Linked DNA regions of Mus musculus: region 2 is linked to region 1. The links are chromatin contacts, called in public targeted proximity ligation maps. All regions are on one chromosome and are shown on one strand. The core of a region is the stretch at or near the end of the contact, and the rest is flanking DNA. Distances in the headings are between cores, read along the strand shown. Region 1 overlaps Glis3 (GLIS family zinc finger 3). Region 2 holds the start of D930032P07Rik (RIKEN cDNA D930032P07 gene).

Region 1 (3,304 bases), core at 69-2,568:
GGATTTGTGGCTTTTCTCAGACCCTCTTCCTTGTTTTATCCCAAAGAAATTAAAACTCAAAGAAATGGCGCACGCAGCCTCTCACCCCCCCCCCCCCATTGCTGACTCGGAAAATGAATAGACCGGTTTACTCAAGGTCTCAAGGGTTCAAATTGTGAACATTTCTCCCTTTCATATATTAGCAATGTCAATGACTTGAAAATTAATGTGATTTGAGCTTCATATTTCTTTCCCTTAGATGTGGTTGAAGTGCTATGAGTTCATCACGAATGAGGAGTTAAGTCTTCTCTTGAGCCTGCCTTGTGAATTTCATTCTCTCCTACCAAATGACCTCACTAGAGCCAGTGACTCAAAAGGCAGGTTTGCTCTGGGTGACCACTCTAGAGGACCACATTAAAGTGCCCATGCTCTTTGTTTGTGCAGGAACGAGTTTTCTCAGCTCCATCACTGGATTCCAATGGGGGGAAATAAATTACTCATGCATGTTCTAATGACTAAAAAATTTTCCAGTGTCCTGGCTGTCTAGTTCTCATGGTGTAGAGGTTCCATGACCAAACAGTAATTGTTAACACTTTTGACTAGCTGGATGATATTATTTAGAAAGTCAAGTGAATGAAACATTTGAGTCATTGGTTCTAGGCCAGGATTTCAAAGGATATGCTCTGTGAGATCACTTTTAGTAGTTGTGGGAGACATGCTAGATTTGAAGGACTTTCCCCGCCCTCCATCTTGCCTGAATAACTTAATAACTTAGCCTTGTGGGCAAGGTACTTTTAACCTAACTGAGCCTTGTTTTTCTCCTCTGTGCCGAAGAAGGTAGCCATGGTGATGCCTGCTGTAATTATCTCTTACGGCTGCTGAGAAAAATCAACTGTGATTACCAAATCTGAAAGCCAGAAGGATGCTATGCAGAGTCATGTGAGTGCTAGGGTTAAAAGACGTCGTAGTAACAGTGATGCTCAAAATGACATTTTTGATCTGAATTTTGGCTAGAATTCTGTATGTGGGAATATTAAACGGGTACTAGATGCTTTTGTGTGTCAGTTATAGTGACAGAGTTGAAACTGCAAGTTGTTAAAGTTGAATTTTGCTGCTTGATGTTAATGTCAACAAAGGAAAGCAGCGTGGAGTCCTGTTTTTGTTTATAAAAGGGTTAAACAGTAGATTCAGAAAGAGAATAAATGATGAAAAATCAAACAGGTAATAAGAACGTGGGCTGAGAGAAAGCAGGGTGAGATAAGGGGTGAGGTTAGGACTCAGGGTGCATCTTGTTGTGACCCCGTTTCTTGTGTTAGCGCTGAGTCAGAGCTTTGGCTGCAAGCCTTGCTGGATCCACAGCCATGAGGCAGGAGAACGTCGGCCATGTGAGTCATGGTCCCCATGAAGTTAGCTAGTCCAGCAAAACTGCAGCGAGACGGTGAGTTTTCCCAGGCAGTTCTCATCAAGAACAACACATGGAGGACAGTATCCTACAAGGATCCTGGGGGGGGGGGGGGGGCGGCGGTGAAGGCAGGCAGTTTTCCAGGCTTTTACTGGTGGGATTGCCAGAAGAAAAATTATAATTTTTGTTTAAATTCCCTATTTGAGAGTTTGTGGGTTTTTTCCCTTTATTTTAATTATGGCTGAAGGCATACATACCATTAGATTTAGAAACCAGAACCCCTTTTCAGTATTGTTTCCCACATCAGGACACCTTAGAGATACTGAGCAGAAGCCCGGGGCTACTTGCTGAGTGTGTGGATCTGAGGGGAAGCAGCTTGCTGGGAGCCAGTGCTGGGGAGCAGCACAGAGCCTGGTCCCAATATAACTACCAGTTGGCACTTGCCACACATTTCTAATTGTGAGTTTAGAGTTTACTGTGCTGTGGGTGTTTTTGTTTTTGTTTTTGTTTTTTGGTTTTTGGTTTTTTTGTCTGTGGAAGTGTAGAAAGCTATTGAATGTGATGCTGCCCTCCCCATATTATTTGCTGTTTGTTTGTTTCCTTTTTCACTGTGGAAGCTATCGGAAAGCCTACAGCAATGGCTCAGAAATCTGCAGAGTGCAGATCTTCACACATAAGACTTCCAGCATTCATAATTAGACTGCCTGCTCTGCCCCTCTCATTAAGTATCACTAGCACCCAGAATGAGACAACGTAGAAAAGCATCCATATTTTAAGCCAATTTAAATAACACCGAACCTTTCTTTTTAGGAAAAGATGGAATTTCTAAGCATTCACAAGGAAGCCTGTGGGAGTTCTTGTGGCTTGCTTCTTCTGTTGTACACTTGCTTGTTCACGCTCATAGAAAGTGGCTTCTGTTGTAACAGGTGCTCGAGAAGTTCCTGTGATGTGTTCAAGACTGATTCAATATATATTCTTCATCAGTACCTTAGAATAAACAGGTGGCCAAGAGCCAGAGAAGATGGCTCCCAAAGGTCTCTCTGGAGAGAGGTGGGAGCCATGTGTGATATCATTTTGTGTGCTTGAGGGACTTTTAACGTGGGGCAGTGGATTGTATTAGACACAACAAGAGTCAGAAGACATGCATCCATTTCAGTTAAATTACTTGTTAAAAATGGGTACAAGTTTTGGGTCTTGGTACCCCAACGTGGACGTAATAAGCTGGTCCCTGCTGGCGGTGGAAAGGCCCAGTGGGCAGTATAAGCATGAAATTCATTTTCTAGTATTTTCAAGACCTGTAGCATTAAGATCTTGTCTCAAGGCAACTTTCTATGGATAAGGTTGGCACTTGTGGACTGGAGGTATCAGAGCTATAAATGCACAGGAAGTGAGTGATCTTTACCTTTCCTGGAGAGATCCCAGCCCACCTCTGAAGGAGCAGGATTTCCTTCCAGTTCCCTAAGGAATGACAGCTGGTAGAGTCAACCTGGGGCTGCCCCAGATGATGGTCTCAGCAGAGGCGAGTCCTTCACTCACCTCCTGCCCAGCAAACACCTCGTGAAGGGAACAGGATGCCCTGTGTGGAACACTGCCACTTTTATTTAATCTTGTTGTCAGCACTTGGTGTCTTTTCTCTCAAACGCATGCACTTTCTAAGCTAGCTTGTTCCGATATCAAGCATACACCACGCTTGGAAAAACTCAAGTTGCTTGCCCGTAGTTAAAATATAACAAATACCCATGGACTTGGTATTTCCTAGACCTGGTCTGGTGATGCGTCTGTTCGTTCCTCCTTTTAAGGTAGCACAGTTCTTTGCCCTTCATGTCCAAAATCTTTCCAACTGAACAGTGCTCTGTGCATGGACCTGACGTTAGATAGTTACTGGGATATTTGACACCTTTGCCAAGTTCTGGCCCAAGGACA
Region 2 (3,099 bases), core at 296-2,795, 54 kb before region 1:
CGCGCTCCGGCCACGGGCTTGGATGCGAGTTTTCCTTTCCGAAGGAGGCAGAGCCGGCGTGGAGCGCTGAGGGGGCTCAGCCTCCACCCACGCATCGCTAGTGTTGTCACGAGCGGGCTGGCCGGGAGAAGGGACTCGCTCGCCTAGCTTTGTTGTGGAAATCCGGTTACCTGGTAAGTGGATGCCATAGGAACTTTGTTCTGCAGGCGAGGGACAGAGAGAGAAGGCGCTAGAGAGTGTGGGGGCGGTCAAGCCTGGGGACGCAAACTCGGGATTAGAAAGAGTTTCTGCATGCCGGCTTGGTGGCATTCGCACGGGTTTGAGGACAGGAGCACACCAACTCCCCCAGACTCACAGGGCTTCTAGAGACCTAGGCACACCTTACCGAGGCTGATGGCAATACTCATTTAGCCATCAAACTGGCTGTCAGTTACCTAAGAGCGCGGGGTGTAGACAGAAAGGAAACCAACAAGGTGTGGAAGTTTCGTTTATGAGGGAGAGTCTCCGTGCCTTTTAACTGAAAATACAGGTACCAGAAGGTTACACAATCAGGGCCAGATACAGGGCGAGCACCGGGGTCCTACTTAGGGAAACTTTGGCAAAGTGGGGAGTGATGGGACTTTGAGGTCTTTAGCTCACAGTCGGGGTTGTAGTTGTCTTTTCGGCTTCCACGTGTTTATGGGGCGCCACGAAGGCTGTTTTTCACTTCTCCGTCTCATCCAAGTTGGTGTCCCCATTGTTCAGTGAGGTCCTCGGGTTTGGGGGCACAGCTACTAGTTAGGAGCGGTGCATCGACCCGCAGCCGCCAAGTTTTCAACTGTAACCTCCCACGCCACGAAATCGCAGACACATTCAGACACCTAGCACTCCCCGCCGGGTTTGTCACCTCGCGTTTACATTTTTATGGGCCGGGGACAAAATGTCAGCACTGTTTGGGAAATGTCTGTCTCGAGTCCCGCTTCAAGGCTCCGGTCCCTATAAATGACCCTGTGTCTATTTTGAAGTCGGTCGGGATCACTTTCTGGAAAGCGTGAGTGAGCTGTTGGCTCTCCTAGACACACACCTTGCCCCAAGCAACAGTTCCAAGTTACTCACTAGAGCTGACAAGTCACCCGGGGGACGAGAAACTCACCCAAGTGTCTGAAAACCTTGACCAGGGCGGATTTGTCATCCTACTATGGATGATTCAAGTAGGTACCTGGAGGAAACTTTTGGAGGTTTCCTTTTTTTTTTTCTTTTTTTGGCAAAAAGGTTCGTCGAGGTCGCGCCCTTAGATCTGGTAGTGTGTTTGGGAGGCAATAGCAAAACGACACTCGTGGGGGCAGGGAGGGTAGTCGCCCCGTGGTCCGGACAGGGTCACAGTGCAGGGCCCTATGTACCCCAGTGCGGCTCCGGGTGCTTTGGCCAGCAGGGTCCCCCGCAGCCCGGCTTCCTAACTGGCGGCCTTTCAGCCCCTTACTTACTCAGAAAGTGGTTGCACAACAGGAAGCCGGCACGAGTTTGTTTTGTTTTGTTGCGTTCTCTCGCTCGCGCCGCGGGAGGGGGAGGGGGGAGAGCGGGGGCGGTCTGGTTGCCCAGAGCACCGGGAAGGCTCCACTTCACCTCCGGACCCGCCCCTCGCTCACCTCCGGAGATCCCTGAGGCTAGGACCCAAGACCCCCCGCGGGGCAAAGGTGTGTGGGTGTGCCGTGTGTGGGAGGGTGCTGAGGACCCCAGGAGGGGTGTTCACCCACTGTCCCGGGCCGCACATCTTGACCCCGCACCCCTAGCCACTCCTGGTTCCTCTGCTCTGTGTACCTCCCTTCCTGGCTTGTCTTCCTTGACATCCGCTAGGTCCCATGGGATAGAGTGTAGGGGATCACTTCCGGAATTCTCCAGAGCAGTGCCCGCAGGGACTGCACTCCAGCAATTGCAATTGGAGAGGACACCTTTCCAATTCCTTAGAGCTTTAGGACTTCAACATCTCTTGAATTGGGGGTAGTGGTCTCAGGTGGCCCTAGAGTTGGTGAGGAAAGAGAAGTTTATACAGCTCCCCCCAGTGGACCAGTTCTCTGGGTTATGGGACCCAGAGAAAGAACCCCTGCCAAACTTAAGCATCTAGAAAAAACACTGAGGCTCACAGTGGAGAGCATTTCTTGGCCCGAAGGTGAACTCCAGACAAATGCAAACTCTCTTGTGTCCGTTCTGAAGCTTTGATGAGTCACGATTTCTTCATTGGGAAGTAGCCAGGCCCGGTTCCCTAAATGTCTCCGTGCCCGTTGGACTTCAATTTTTAGACTACGTTAGGAATTTTGATTCATTGTAAAAATGAATTTGGGTTAGTTTAAAAATTCTTACTCCTCCTTTTTCTCTTTGGTTTCCTGTGAGGCTACACAAAGCAGGTGCAGCCTGCAAAAGTTTGCAGAAAAACAATGAAGGCTGTCCCTGGAAATGATCTATAGAGAGAGAACTGTGTGAGAGGGCACCCCCCCCCCTTCTCTAGTGAGAACTGCTGACATTTAAGGCCTTTACTAGGATCTGCTACAGTGTTCATTTAGAGGAGCTCCAGCCCCTCCCCCTTGAACTGAAGGAGGCTTTCTTCCCATTCTTATTGCTACTTAGTTCGTGTCTTTTCTTTCCTGTCAGGACTCAGGCCTCCTTCAGAGTGAGTAATTACTTCTGTGTGCTCTGGGTGGATTCCCTGTCTCCTTGCTTCCCTTGAGGTCAGTTCAGGTAGAGTGGCTTTTCTTCACGCCATCGTTGGTCCATCCAATGTTTCCACCAGTTTCATTGGCGATTCTACCAAAGTTCTTCCGGTTAGCAGAGTTTGGATACCTGGAGTTGTCCCGTTTGGAAAGTGACTCTCCTTGGATGGACTCTGGAGTATACCTAGTGGGGTGGATTTTTTGCCTGACCCAAAAAAAAAAAAAAAAAAAATCCCGACTGGGGACAGTTGAATGGCTGGAAGTGATGCTTTGTAAAAGTTCTGCCTTTCTTCATGTGGCATTCAGGATCATTTGATTTTGGAGGACTGCCAGTGTTCTCTCTCACTAGCTCTCCTCCCCGAAACGCGTCCCCCGTTGCCTTTACTACTAGTAAAGTAGGCCTGAGGGCATTCTG

Evidence for each region.
Region 2: a targeted proximity ligation map of embryonic fibroblasts shows a contact between it and region 1, with 53 read pairs. A contact is called at or near these places in 4 of 39 promoter capture datasets (the 3T3-L1 cell line, 3T3-L1-derived adipocytes and hippocampal neurons), 18 of 484 Hi-C or Micro-C datasets (3T3-L1-derived adipocytes, the AML12 cell line, the C2C12 cell line and 9 more), 5 of 130 datasets of targeted methods (the NIH/3T3 cell line, embryonic fibroblasts, embryonic stem cells and 1 more) and 3 of 9 other capture datasets (adipose tissue, embryonic stem cells and pancreatic islet).

The regions. Positions count from the first base shown.
Region 1 is chr19:28,621,940-28,625,243 of GRCm38.p6, reverse strand. All of the region lies in intron 2 of Glis3 (GLIS family zinc finger 3), which reads left to right. Among named protein-coding and RNA genes, the nearest start is that of D930032P07Rik, 55 kb to the left of the region's middle.
Region 2 is chr19:28,676,670-28,679,768 of GRCm38.p6, reverse strand. D930032P07Rik (RIKEN cDNA D930032P07 gene) reads right to left here and starts at 1,545. Exons shown (of 5, transcript NR_045330.1): 1 at 1,464-1,545. It overlaps Glis3 (GLIS family zinc finger 3), which reads left to right. Exons shown (of 11, transcript NM_175459.6): 1 at 1-173.